Linked DNA regions of Rattus norvegicus: region 2 is linked to region 1. The links are chromatin contacts, called in public Hi-C maps. All regions are on one chromosome and are shown on one strand. Each heading gives the region's core, a stretch centred on a gene start, on an enhancer-like site or on the middle of the called end of the contact. The rest is flanking DNA. Distances are from core to core; before and after follow the strand shown. Region 1 overlaps Adam12 (ADAM metallopeptidase domain 12). Region 2 overlaps C1h10orf90 (similar to human chromosome 10 open reading frame 90).

Region 1 (6,951 bases), core at 834-3,333:
TACGCTTAGAGTCAATTTATCTTCATTTATGACTTGTTTTCAATTGGCAACTGTTCCTAACACTTTAGTTTTAAGCCTTGTTTTCTTCACAGACTTTGTCAAGTTGTAAAAACATATTCTAAAATGCCCTTGATGTTTTCGGAAAGAACTCCCCTTACCTATTTTGTAAACACTGGCTTTGATGCCTAAGGATTTTTACAAAGCAGGAGAGTAAGTTATATTTCTGGGTCAGTAGTAAACACTAAATGTTCTTACTTGCTTTCCATTGAAATTCCCCAAAGACTTTCAAAATCGAGGCAAAATGAGGCAAATTTAAGCACAATGTAAGCAGTTCTTGTGGCACAGGGGAGTGGGGGCTTGCTTCCCCTCCATGAGATCCTGCAAACACAGCAGTTAGTGAAGCAAGCCTCTGCCTGTCCACGGTGGGTCTCAGCAAAGCGTCTGACCCAAGCTGTGTGAACCTGCTTAATAAAGAGCGAGTTTGCTTTCTTTGAGTTGGAACAGGTATGGAATTTCTACACAAATAACAAACAAAGCCATGGCTGGAACCCCAGGCTCCTCAGGATGCCAAAGTCTCTGTGCTGGGGCAGAAATAGGTAGACACATAATTTAACTGTGGACTTTGACATGGAAAAGAACAGTACACAGTGGTGCCACGTACATGCCTCTTTTTTCTATCACAAGATGCAGTAGACTCTCAAGATCTCATGCAACTTTCTTCTCCTTGTGGAAGCTCCCAATGCCAGGGATGGAACCTAATCAAGGCCGTGTAGAGGGAGGCATAGCCAACCCTTGTGGGAAATTGCCCTCTACCCATGTATACTCACTTCATAACTTTACCTCTTCCTTCCTTTTTCCCCTCTAGACATATTCATCACATCTGTATGTCCAGAGCGTCTGAGATGGCTACAGGACACTGCAAGGAGCATACTCATATTATGTTATCACTCATCCATGCTCAAGCAATAGGGACAATATTGTAAGAATCCCACCTAGAGTGGCCTAGCCATCAAATCTTTTTGCTAGGTTTCTTCTGCTTAATTCCTGGATGATTCTGCAGCAGGCAAATGAAATGACTAGTAATAAGTGTGTAATTGAAACCAGATTGGGCATTTATTGATTCTTACTTTGTGTTCACTCAGCTCACACATCTTCCAAACTTCTCTTAGCACTCTGGGAGGCAGGGACTAATAATGTTAATCTCCATGTAGACTCAATGAAAGCAACTTCTAGTGGTGTGTGTGTGTGTGTGTGTGTGTGTGTGTGTGTGTGTGTTGGGAGCATGATATAGGGGTAGCTTGAGGAATTCATATTGACTTCATTGAATGAGTAAACCATACATTCTTAAATTTCTGGGTTTTGCTTTTTTACCCCTTTTCTTCCTTTTGTTTATGCATTGAGACATGGTCTCATGTAGTCTAAAATGTCCTTTATCTCCAAATGTAGTCAATGATGACCTTGACCTCTGAATCCTCTTGCCTCTACCTAAGTCCTGACATTACAGCCATGTACCAACCACTACATCTGGTTTAATGAAGTGCTAGAAATTGAAGCCAGGGCTTTGCACATGCTAGGCAAGCACTCTTTCAACTGAGCTCCATCCTTCATCACTAATGCTGGCTATTTGAAAATGAAAACACCTACAATAAAACATGCCTTATTTCTCAGAGACATGTAAATATCTAAGCATTTTGGTGAAGTTCCCGGATGGGAGATGGTGCTGACATCTCTATCCTTAGTCTAGCTTGCAGCTTGGAGGGAAAAGGGCCTTTGACAGAGTTACGATGGTAATGGCGTTCTTGCAGGGAAACAAGTATGACTCTAGTGACTGACTGCAACAAGTTTCTCAAATCCTACATTGACTAGTTGAGCAAAAATTCATAGTACTATTCAGATCTGGTGGTGAGCTGGGAGTAGAAAATTCCTGTTGCTTAAATTCTCGTCATTTCCAGACTGCCTACTCATGTTTTGGTTATTCTGTGGTGATTCAAAGATAAGTGTTCAGCCATAAAATAGTGGGCTAGATTGTCTTGAGTACTTAGAAACGAAGGCTAAGATATCTAAACAATTCATCAAATGTGTCTCTGATGCATAGTATTGTGTATGCCTCTAGTCCAGCATTGGTAGTAATCATGAGACATCTGTAGCACAGCCTGTACCTTCATCTGGCCCGAACAACACGCTGAGAGATAAGACCACTAGTAAAAGACATCTGGGGAACAAACATGAGTCATTGGCTCCTTACCATACTGCCTATATTGGAGGTAACAAACACAGCCTGCTGATAAGAGGTTGTGAGGGAGGGCAAGGGATGCTCTTCGAAGTGGAAGAACAGGCCTGGAAAGTTTCTGGAAATCTTTGACTAAGTATGTGTTGGGGAATCATGGTAACTGCCATAGGAAGATTATACTCTTAGCTAAACAGTGGGGCCCTAAATCTGCTCCTCTAGCAGGTTAAGTGCAGCTTAAAATCTACGCAGCTTTTACTGATATCTATTATTGTATGTGTCTGACATTGAGGACCCCATAAAGAGCTCCCAAGTAGCTTGTATACCATTAGTACCTTCAATCTTAGTAATAGGGACAATGAAAAGCACACACTATGACAAAGCTGCATGGGACAAGAGAAGGGGAAAACTCCACTTGAATTGGGATAAGACAGGAGGCTTAGAAACAACACGAAAAGCTCTGGAGAAGGTGGTCTCAGGCTGTACGCTTGAGACTATATAGATGGCAATGCACCAAGTGAAGGAAAGGATGGGTGTCTAATCTTGATTGTCTACTTGACTGGACTGAGAAACTTACATTAATAGACTAGCCTCTGAGCATGTCTGTGAGGGTGTTTCCAGCCGTGTTTCCTTCGATCAGGAGGACACTGAGTCATTGCTGGATTCAGGATCTGAACAGACTATTTAGAACAGCGGTTCTCAACCTTCCCCATACTGTGACCCTTGAATACAGTTCCTTATGTTGTGGTGACCCCAATCCTAAAACTATTTAATTGCTAGTTTGTAACTAAATTTTGCTACTGTTGGGAATCAAAGTGTAAATATTTGACATGCAGCACATCTGATATGTGACCCCTGAGGGGGTTGAGACCCACAGGTTGAGAAGCCCTGACTGAGTGGAACTGCTGAAAACAAAGCTCATAGCATTCATTGGCAATGCGCCACTGTAGAATATATTTTGGCCCCAGATCCTTCCTGCTCCATCTCTTTTACTCTTGCTATCATGAGGTAAGCAAGTTGGCCACATTCATCCACCACAATGAGCTGCCTCAGCACAGGCCTAGAAGCAAAACAATCAACTGACCATGGACTAAAACTCCTGAAAGCACAAGTCAGAAGCAAATCTTTCCTCCCTTAACCTTTTTCTAAGGACTTTGGTCATGGTGATAAAAATCCCATCACTAACACAGGTGGAACTAGACAAGAGAGCATTGAGGGCAGAGACATGGAGGTGTTGGCTGTGGAGGAGAAGCCAGCAATGCATGATAAGGAGTGGAGGAAGCCTGCAATATAGGATGAGGAGTGTTGAGGAGGTGCTAAGCAGGAGTGAACACAAAAAGAAAGAAGAAAGTGGGATTGTAACATAGAGTCCTACCATGGAGACACCTAGAAACACTAGGGCATCCCCTCCTGGGATAGTATCAACTGTCGACCTGACAGACCTAGAAATCACCCAAGAGACAAGCCTCCAGGCACACCTATAAGGGGTTGTTCAGATTAGGTTAGCCTCTAAGCATGTCTTGATTTGGCTAATTAGGATACAAAAAACCACTATGAAGGATGGCAGCACATACCCGAGGCTTGGGTCCTGTAGTGCCTAAAAGAAGTGAGATAGTGGAGTATGGGCATTCATTGCTTTCTGCTTCCTGATTGTGGAAGCAGTATAATCAGATGCCTCAAGGTGCTGTCATGACTTCCTGTTTTGATGGGCTATACTCTTTAACTGTAATCTGAAGTAAATCCATCCTTTTTCCTTAGAGAGCTTTGGGCATTTTTATCTCAGAATAGGAAAAGTGCCTAATATAGCTCCCAGCAATGGGGATCAACTAGTGGTGTCCTAGGGTTTCTATTGATGCTATGAAACACCATGACCAGAAAAGCAAGTTGGAGAGGAAAGGGTTTATTTGGCCTACATTTCACATTGCTGTTCATCATCAAAGGAAATCAGGACAGAAACTTAAGCAGGGCTGGAACCTGGAGACAAGACTGACACAGAGGCCAAGGAGGGGTGTTGCTTACTGGCTTCGCTCCACATACCTTGTTTACCCTTCTTTCTTATAGAACCCAGGACCATCAGCCCAGAGATAGTACCGCCCACAATGAGCTGAGCTCTTCTCCATTGATCACTAATTGAGAAAATGCCTTACAGCTTGATCTCACAGAAGCATTCCCTCAACTAAGGCTCCTTCTTCTCTGCATCAAGTTGACACAAAACCAGCCAAGTAGAAAGGGTGAGTGGGCACAGCACTGTTGAGCACTAAACTATGTTTTGGAAAGAGCACCAAGTTGGTAGTAGCAAAAAAAAAAAAAAAATTGAGGAGTGGATGAGTTGGGAGATTGCTCTAACATCTTTGTAAGATAAATTGGTGGCCAGAAATTTCTGGAAAATTATTGAGTTGACTGTTGAAACAACCCATGTGTGAATCCATGTGAACGTGGAGGAGGATTAGAAGGAATAACAGCATGTCCTAGAGAGTCTGAAAGAAGGAACGTGGGAACTCAAACCAAATGTAGACAATGAAAGGCATTTCTGTTGGCCCAAGAAGAAGGGCAAGTGAACATTTGGGAATAACCACCACCCACAGGGGCCTGGAGCTCAGGCTAGCAAGCCTGAATTAGAAGATGATGGACCGTTACCGGGCAATGGGTAGCATGGCAGTGACAATTCCTTTTGGAACTTTACAGCAGTAGGAGATAGATGTCAGAGCACTCCCATGGAATGCAGACAGAAAGGCTGAGAACCAGTTACACAACTCTTCATTCACACTTAGAGAAGCCTGTAGAGAGATTCTGTAGCTGTATAGGTTGAGGACATTGGGGAAGAGATCACCATGAAGTCCTGTACAGATCTCTTCAAGAGGAGGATAGAACTAGGGGTCAAGAAGGCAATGGGCTGAGAAGAAAGCATAAGACAGGTCCCTTCCTTGTGGGAAAGAAAAGGGTGTAGAAGGGAGGCACAGGACTGGGCAAGGAATGGCTTAGGAACACAACACCACAGCCTAGGTGTTTATGCACACTGATGTCAAGGTGAAAGAGAAAGTTCTGACTAAACTGGAAGAGAGCTAGGCTGAGTGGATGAATCAAAGGCAGGCAGAAGGAGTTACTTTTTAAAGTCTGGAGAGATCAAGGTATATTTACCAATGTAAAGGAAGTAATGAATACATAGGAAGGGACGGGGCAAAACAGTATAGATAAAGAAGGTGACGGGGGGGGGGTCCAAAACCTGGTGTTCTGAAAGAAAAGTGGGATCTAAAGTGGACTGAATGGCTCTAGAGACAGAAAGGTCATCTTTCTCAGACACTGGAAATACCATGAAGGACATCTTCAGAGGTACTCATCTGCTGACTTGATATTCTGGGTAATTGTCTTTTTCAAATTTGTTTTAAAGCATCTCTGATTTCATAGCTCTAGTCTCAAAAAACGATGGCCGCAGACCATGAGGGTAAACCACCAATACCCAGGTACCCACTCAGTTCCATGCATACAAGTTAGTCCTCCATAGCAAAGAAGAGATGTCACTTGACATTTAAATGAAAATGGTTTTGAAATTGCATAAAACCACTTCATGTTGGAAAATAACTCCAATTATCCTTCTTAAAAAGATCTGAAAGTGTTTCACAAGAAAGGCTTTTTCAGTGACAGCCTTAAAGCCTCTGACGCAAATCACTTCAGTAATGCACTAAGTCAGCGGGCAAGGAAGCTTACAGAATCGAGTGCGTGCTTTACTTAAACATCGTCGCTTCTGGAGTTAGTGTGGGGATGGTACGTATAAAGCACTGCTGTTTAATATTAACTCTTCCCTCCCTCTTCCCTAGACAAAACAGTGTTGCATCCACTCAAGTGCAATGTTAACAAAGCAAGAGAAAAAAAAAAAAAAACCCAGCTTCTCAGTGACGTGAACCACTGACCAAAGTCACTCATGTACACACAAAGGGTGATAATGTGGAAACCCTCACCACTTCACAACCGTTGTGACAAGTTTAGGAGAGAGCCTGCCATGGGTGATGTCTGGGTATTCCTAATGCCTGACTGGGTCCTGGGAATCTTGTGCTTTTTTGGCCCCATGTTAGGAGGAGGAATGGCTGACAGCCCATAGCAGCCGGGGAATAAAGTGAATCACTTGAGACAGGGCTGGGTGCCAATCTTGAGAGTAAGTCACCAACTAGGAAATCCTGCTGTTATCTATTTTTCAATACTAGTAAAAATGTCAGCCATGGACCAATGATCATGTGACTCTAAAAATACCCCTAGAGTCAGCATGGTAACCATGAGCAGACAATATGCTCGATGTAAGTGGGGAGTGGGGTGGGGAGGGGCATAACTCTGTATCTTATGTGTAGGCCTTTGCTAAAGTACCAGGAGTACACAATTATGTTTTTTAGAATCATGTGACTAGGGTGGTAATGACCCTGAGGCATGCTGTTTGAGCTCAGGAGCTGGAGGATTGATCAGTGTGGAAGAGTATCTGCAAGCTGAGGGCTGGTAGTTGGCCTGATGGAGAACTTCAGGAGAGAGTATCATAGGGGGCTTTGGGTTCTCTACCCTCCACTTGTGGATGGCCGTCTTCATGACCTACAGTACTTGGGACGTGTGCTTCCTTCCAGACTTCCGCATCCTCACCCAAGTGTGAGGAAGAGATCGGTGCTCTTATACATCCCTCATACTCTTTGGCTATTTTCCTCCTTGGTGTCATCAAATAAATGCCAAGAAACCTCAGTGAGGAA
Region 2 (7,580 bases), core at 1,015-3,514, 240 kb after region 1:
CCCTCGATGATGATGTACCCCGTACCAGAATAGACTGTGATCTTTAGAGAGTCAATTACGCTTATAAACTTCAGGCAGGAATTCGGTGGCATGGACAGAGATGCTTTCTCATTATCCAACAAGAAATGTAAACCCATTGAAAATTAGTATAGATATACATGAGTGAGAGTGTATGCAAACCAGGTAGCTGTGTGTCTGTGTGCACATGTGCACATTAGAGGTACATGTCTCAAACAATAAATTACCCCCTATTCTAATGGAGCACAGCTTTCTAAAAGACATGGCTCTCAGCTTCCTTTGGGCCTTAGTGTTTGCATATCTCCCCAATCTTTGATGTTTTCTATCGTGTTGAATGTTAGGATAGAAACTGTCGAGGCTCACATGATATGTCTTCTGTTCAAAAATCTGGGGCTAATAGAGGATAGTAAATAAACCTAAGCTTGAAGACATTTAAGAGCACTAATTACTGAGTGAAGAAAAAGAGCTTGGAGTGGCTGTGTCACCGTCCACATTCATTGAGCTAGAAAATAGGAAATGATGTTGAGGGTTCTTCCAGCCTCTGTGGCTTTCTTCAAATGATAAGATTCGGTACTGTGATTTAGAGTCAGGCTCTAAACACATTTACAGTCTCTATAATACATGACTATTGTGAGGGACGTCAGCCCCACAGGAGGCAGAACTAACCTCCACCAACCCGCCCAGGAACAACCAGCTTCTTTTCAAAGCCACAGGGAAGCCACTCTGCCCTGAGATGAGTTTGTGATCGAACCCAGGGCCTTGCGCCTGCTAGGCAAGCGCTCTACCGCTGAGCTAAATCCCCAACCCACCTGGTTATTTTTTAAAGAGCTTTTGGTGAGATCTTTTAAAAATTTCCAAGTGATTATTCTATACTTTGAAACAGAGCCTCTAGTCATGCTTGCCATAGAATGCAGCCTCTCTATTTCTGGAATCATCATCAATAAGGAGGATGAGGCGTTCGAAGTGTTCAGCTTGAGCGCTTGCCTTAAATACGAAAGTGGCATTTATCTTTCGAACACAGAATGACTGCTTGCATTTTCCTGAATGCAGTGAGTCTGTTGATGCAGGCGTTTCAATAGTTTAATCAATCCAAAAGCTATATTGAATTGACGCTAAAGATCTCTGAACATCCAATATATCTACACTTGTTAAAATTAATTACATCATTTAACGCTTCCACATGCATTATAGTTTTTAAGTGTTTTACAGTCATTTTTATTTAATTAATAAATGCTAAATGGATAAGAAACTCATGCTGTAAAATTATTATGCATATGCTGCCTTTTCAGTTTTACTATTATTTCTTTTAAATATTTTCCCCAAGTGGAAAGTCCATGACTCATAAACCAGTCACTCTCACAGAAAGTACAACTGAAACAGAGACAGAGAAATCTGGGCTGCTTCCCTCTCTCCAAGACAGACTCGTTTCCTCTCCTGAAAGCCAAAGGGTCTCTGGGAAGCCCACCTGGGAAATTCTGTCTGGCCCTGAAATAGCAGAAATAGCAAAAAGGCCCAGCCAGGAAGGATGCTGCAGACACAACCCAGGACACATGATTCCTTTTGCCGATGATTGGTAAAGAACATTCCAACTTCCCCATTAGAAAACATGCTGTACTTACAATACTCCCACACACTCACACACACACACACACACACACACACACACACACACACGTGCGCGCGCACACACACACACACACACACACACACACACACAGAGAGAGCATTATACAACTCAGATATAGTTTTTAAATGTTGGTGCTAACACACTTATCAATGATAGGATTAAAAAGTAAAAACCTCAGAATTCTAGAACTCTCAATATTTAGTCGGTGGACCCCTGAGGAGTTAAAAACAGAGTATGGGTGTGGGTGTTGTTTTATTCTACTTACCCTGTTTTGGAATGTGGGGTGAGCATGCTCTGTTCTGTTCCAGCTGCTCTGGGAACCACTGCTTGCTATGGATTGCCTGTATGACCTGGCACTATTGTTGGGAGAGGGATCATGAGTGAAGGTTTCTTATTATCTACAAATGTGTTATTTGAGAACACTTGTCTGAGAATATTTGTTTACTCAGACGTCAGTGCTAACTTATGAGCTGCTGACTTGAGACAGAGATAACCTAATGCTCAATGGGAATGATCTACTGGGATGAGCAGAAGAAATTCAATGGCACTCTCTTAGCTAGACACGGATATTGGGCACCCTCCTGCAGGCTACTCACCAGCCCTGTAACTCCATCCGGGAATATGGATGGAGAGTTGGTTAGAATGGCTGCTATTGGTACATGTTGCATGATCCTCTTTCTCCTTGTGTACTGGGACCTGGTTTCTTCCCACATCTGCAAATTTGACATTTTCCAGTGGAGGGGAGCCAGTCTGAGGGCATGTGCCACTCCCCAAATGTACTGGCACCAATGCTGGGCTCTCCTTCCAGTGACCTTCTTGTGGCTGGCCCCATTGTGAGCCTAGGAGGTCCTGTTTTCCCTCAGAGAGTTCCTGTGATAGAGCTCTGCTGATTGGCTCTCCATTAGCTGGGCTGTCTACTCCATCTGCTGTTAACTGGTGGGAACTACAGCGGAGGCTGAGAGACAGGACAGACCTGTGCATTTTGGGGCTAGCAATTTGAGGTTGCTCAAGGGGGACAGAAAGAGACTTGTCCAAATAGTAAATGGCACTGGGACACTGTTGAGACACCCGGAGGTGGACACAAGAACTAAATACCAGTGGGACTTTTCTTGATGGTGAATTGTCGGAAGAAAAACTGTCCTCATTATCATCCGCATGGGTGACCCAGTAGTCCTGCCTTGCACACAGCCTTGAGTGAGCCTGAGTAACCTTCAGCCCCTCCACAGAGCCATTGCTGGGGAACTCTGTATAGCTGTAGGGTCTATTGTGTTGACATAGATGGGCACCACTAGCCAGAACTGGGGGGTCTTGGAACCCAGCATCCTTGGTCCCGCACTTGGAACACAGTGGGTCCCTAAAAGTGTCCCATACCAAGTTGCTGGCTGGAGGACCCACACGTCGGGCAGTAATGGTGATAGAAGAGAAGCCACTGCGGGGACCTTTGCCTAGATTGTCCCCTGTAGACAGTGGTTCTATCTCCAGTCCTTGCTCATCTGATGGAGCCAAAATTCCTAATCCATCAGGAGATAAAGCAAATGGCCTGTGCTTGCTCACTCCACCGGGCCTAGCTGAAGCTGGCTTTGGAGGACACAGCTGAGGCTGGGCGATTGCTTGTGACAACACAGCTCCATTTTCCATCGATTTCTTTTCATCAATCAGCCGGGAAATGACGACAGGTGATATCATTCTTGTGTTCTGTGATGCCAGTGTCTCCTAGAAAGTAGATAAAAAGTCTCAATTATTCTAGCAGTTCGTGGGAATACAGGTAGTGAACTCTTACAGGTCACGGGGATGCTGGAGAAGGAGCACTTGTACTTCTCATTAAGGCCTTTAAGGTACTTCTTGATGCCAAACCTGAGCATCCTGGAGGGATGGAGACCTAGGTATGTTTGTGAGGAAGTGATGTTCTGGATGTTAGGAAAAATCTAATGTCCAAGTTCACTTTCCGAGACTAGCCAATCAGTCGGCTTCTCTTTCCAGAATGGGATGTACCAAGATGGATATATACCAGTATACAGAGTAGAGCTGTAGCTCAATGCTTCTCTGTGAGGAGCATTTGTCCACACTTTAAATGATCAAGGAATTCCATGCTTCCTAATTAGCAGTTCTTAAGTCCTTATGCAAATCACCATTGTGTAGAATAAGTCTAACGGATAAAGAACAAAAGGGAGAATCCTTGTGTTTTCCTGTATGTGTTATGAGTGCTGCAGAAGGCTGACCCCAGCCCAGCACTTAGTGTGACCACAGCCCAGTACTTAGTGTGTCAGAGCCCTCTGGAACTTGTGTACAAAATTGCTCAGACTCTGAAATAATGATAAAAACCACAGGCTTGGAAGCCAAAGGGCATCAAGAGCAGATCTCAAACCCCAGCACATCTGAGAATCACCTAGAAAGTTGTGAACACAGGTTCCCCTGGCAGGTCTGAAATTCTGAGTGTAGGGTATTGAGGACTTTGCCCACATGCATACACCAGTGGTCCTGATGGAAGTGACTTAGAGAGCACGAACAGAGTCACGGCTGGTCTGCTGCCATCGTAATAAACAGCACCTATAAGGAGTGCGCCTAGGTACCATGAAAGAAAGATTAGGGTTTGCCTTTTCCAAGATGTAAGAGAACAAGGGGAGGATTTGCATTTCCTTTATGGCAGATTTAACATTCATTAAATAGTTAAATAATATTCTCTTCTATCTGGACACATGACTCTGCATATGACCCGGTGATGACACAAGCTAGAGTCGATTGGGAAAAGGGACTCTCGATTGAGTAAATGCCTCCATAAGACTGGCCTATAGGCACATCTGTAGTACCCACTTTCTTGGTTGATGATTGGGATGGAAGAACCCAGCCCACTGTGGGAGACGCAATCCCTGGGCTGGTTCTCCTGGGTGCAGCTGGAAAACAGGCTGAGCATGTCATAAGGAGCAGGCCAGTAAGCAGCATTCTGTGTAGAGCAGCCTGGCCTTGAACTTGGAGATCTGCCTGCCTCTGCCATCCAAACGCTGGGATTAAATGGATATGCAACCATGCCCGGCCCCCTCAGTTTCTATGCCTTTGTTTACTTTGTAAAAATATGTGAGAAGTCGCAAATTTCAAAAGAATTTGAAGGGTGGTGAATGGGGAGTCCATTTCAAACTTCCTTCAGTGTTTAAAAGCAAAATATTTTCAACTCTTAGACAACACTTCAAGCATCTCTTCCAATTCAAGGTCATTCCAAAGTTTAAGGTCAACCTGGAGGAGTCTCCAGCTGCAAGTGGAGATGTCATCTTAGCACCTCTGATGCTACAGTACAGAACAATAATTACCTGTAGTTTGCAAGACCCAGAAGCCCGTGCCTCCACCTTATACAAATCAGTAGAGAAGCTAGGGGACTGAAGACAGGTTAGAGGAAGTCAGTGCTTTCATAGTGTCTGTTTCTATCAGGCTTCCCGTGTCTCTGTGGCACTCTCCTACTCCACGCTTCTCCCTGTAGCACTCCCATGGCTACGATTTGCATACAAGAAAATGACAGTGCACCTGGAGCCCATTTGACAGTACACAGTCCCTCCCATCCTCGTTAAATTTAGTTCCGATAATAATTGTTCCTGTGTACCCCGCAATGGGTGTAATCATACCCAGTGGGAATTCCTTTGACAATTGATCTTTGAAGGAAAAAAAAAAAAAACCCAACTTGGAACCTGCAGTGTTGCTCTTACTCCATAGGGCAGTGTTTCCTCAAATTTGGACCAGTGACAACCTATGCTTAAAAATCTCATAGAGTGGGAGTAGATAGCTGAACACCTTAATCTCCAGGCTTAAGTTGAGTCAGGACCTGTTGGGATGAGGTCTAGAGTCTGTATTTGTAACCAGCCCCTTGTCCTTGACATAGACATAGAGGAAAGAGGGTGAACTGATTTAGGACATGAAATACATCCTGAGTCATGGTTCTTTAGAGGCCCCAGACCTCAGAGAAGCTTTGATTTGCATGGCTATAATCCAAGAAAAAGATTGAAATTGAGTCTGTTAAAAGGCACCCCCTTCCTGGTACTGGTATTGCCAATGTTAAAGAGTTCCCAATCTTGGGCTCAGGATCCTGTAAGAGTCTGGTTCTTGGAATCAGCATGACTGTATAGCTAGGAGTAAAGAGCTGTCAGTTCTGCTTAGAGCTCATACAGAAAAGACCCTGATACTGGCAGTGACTGTCTGGTTCCTCCAGGCAGAGCTCAGAAACATATTTGCTGAGGGCTTCCTTGGGGGCACAGGCCTTGGGCATCATCCCAATAGATCCTAGAGGCCCCGGGGAGCCTGGATAAAGAGTCAGCTGCCATTTCACTACCTGAGGCCTGGAAAGTGTGACTGTGATTCTTGATTCCATCAAAAGGAAGAAGAGAGGGTGACAATGAGATGTGTGAATATGAACTTCTTTCTCAAGCTCTTGTTATTCAGGGTGACACTGTTCCTGGCTGAATCCATGATGGTCAGAACCATGCCCAGGAAAAAACAGATTCTCTTCACCAGCAAGGTATGAAGAACAAAGAGAGGTACCGGTGTGATGTTGTCTCTCGAAGTGAGCCTTGTTTTAGTTTCCTTTCTGCTGCCGTGATAAAATACCCTGACAAAAGTAACAGAAAGGAAAGAAAGAAGGAAGGAAGGAAGGGATAGAGGAGGGAGGGAAGGATAGGAAGGAGAGGGGAAGGATGGGAAGGAGAGGGGAAGGAGGGAAGGAAGGAAGGAAGTGTAGGTGGGTGTATTTAGCTCACAGTTCAAGGTATAGTTCATCATGGAAGGAAAGAGCAGCAGCAGCAGCAGCAGCTAAAAGAAGCTCATCACACTGTGACCACACACACACACACACACACACACACACACACACACACACACACACACACACACAAAGACCCCAGGTCTTACCAGTGAAATGGTGCTACGTGTAAGATAAGTCCCACATCAGTTAACTTCAGAGAAACCCACCCTCCCAGATTTTCCCTAAGTCCCATCTCCCAGGTGATTCTGGATTTTGTCGAGTCAACAATAAACACTAATAATTATAATCATTTGTATAAATTACACTTCCCGTAAATCAGCAGAGATTTGTAGATGATCAATGTGATCAAAGCAGCAGAAGCGTCTCAGTGAACTTGCCTATCACTGCTTTTGGTGTTGTCTATAACTACAGCTATAGGCAAGCCATCTGCTTAGCGAGTCAGATGACAAATATTTATTGGACATTTATCTACATGCCAGGTGCATATTGAGTATTATAAACCCTTGTCTGCTGGAATTCACTGCCTGGGGACAATATCCAAATGATCAGAACAATCGTTAGATTGAGGGTTGACAAAAGATCCCCAAAATAACTTAGAGAAATTAAAAAGGAAACAAAGGACTTTTCACCCTTTAACATATATTCCAATACTCCTGGAAGGCAAGTTTTATTTATCAAATCTAGTTTTTCTCACTGAGACAAATAGATAATCAAATATAATATACAACCCAGGGCTGGGGAGATGGCTTGGTTGGTGAAGTGCTTCTGCACAAGCATAGGAACTTGAATTTAGATCCGCAGTACCCACATAAAAAGCAGGACATGACAGCATGTGCCTATAAGGCAGGATCAAGATGGCCTTATCTCCAAAAATGAGTTTGAAACCAATCAACAAAGACACTGAGTCAACCTCTGGCCTCTATATACACAGGTGAATACAGAGACACAGACACAGACACAGACACAGACACAGACACAGACAGACACAGACACACAGACACAGACACACAGACACACACACACAGACACACACACACACACACACACCACACCACACCACACCAAGAGGAGACAAATTATAAAAGCACAGTTTGTCTCAAATCAAACTACTTTAGGGTGACACCCACCTCTGCCTTTTAACTAAAGGTTATCTAAAGGTGGCTTTGAACAGAGATTTCTTTCATTCTTTCATGT

The links. Hi-C and Micro-C count contacts between places; a contact is called where the count stands out from the background.
Region 2: a Hi-C map of the A7r5 cell line shows a contact between it and region 1, with 4 times the contacts expected there. The contact joins two enhancer-like sites. A contact is called at or near these places in 2 of 12 Hi-C or Micro-C datasets (the A7r5 cell line and Schwann cells).

Annotation. Positions count from the first base shown.
Region 1 is chr1:198,321,823-198,328,773 of GRCr8, forward strand. The region is part of intron 3 of Adam12 (ADAM metallopeptidase domain 12); the gene reads right to left. Among named protein-coding and RNA genes, the nearest start is that of Adam12, 120 kb to the right of the region's middle. Within about 2 kb of position 2,084, at least 8 of the 93 cell types and tissues checked have an H3K27ac peak or open chromatin away from gene starts, as enhancers often do. A contact at or near this core is called in the A7r5 cell line, where this site is marked.
Region 2 is chr1:198,563,222-198,570,801 of GRCr8, forward strand. It overlaps C1h10orf90 (similar to human chromosome 10 open reading frame 90), which reads right to left. Exons shown (of 9, transcript NM_001163214.3): 3 at 2,242-3,358. Among named protein-coding and RNA genes, the nearest start is that of C1h10orf90, 14 kb to the right of the region's middle. Within about 2 kb of position 2,265, at least 7 of the 93 cell types and tissues checked have an H3K27ac peak or open chromatin away from gene starts, as enhancers often do. A contact at or near this core is called in the A7r5 cell line, where this site is marked.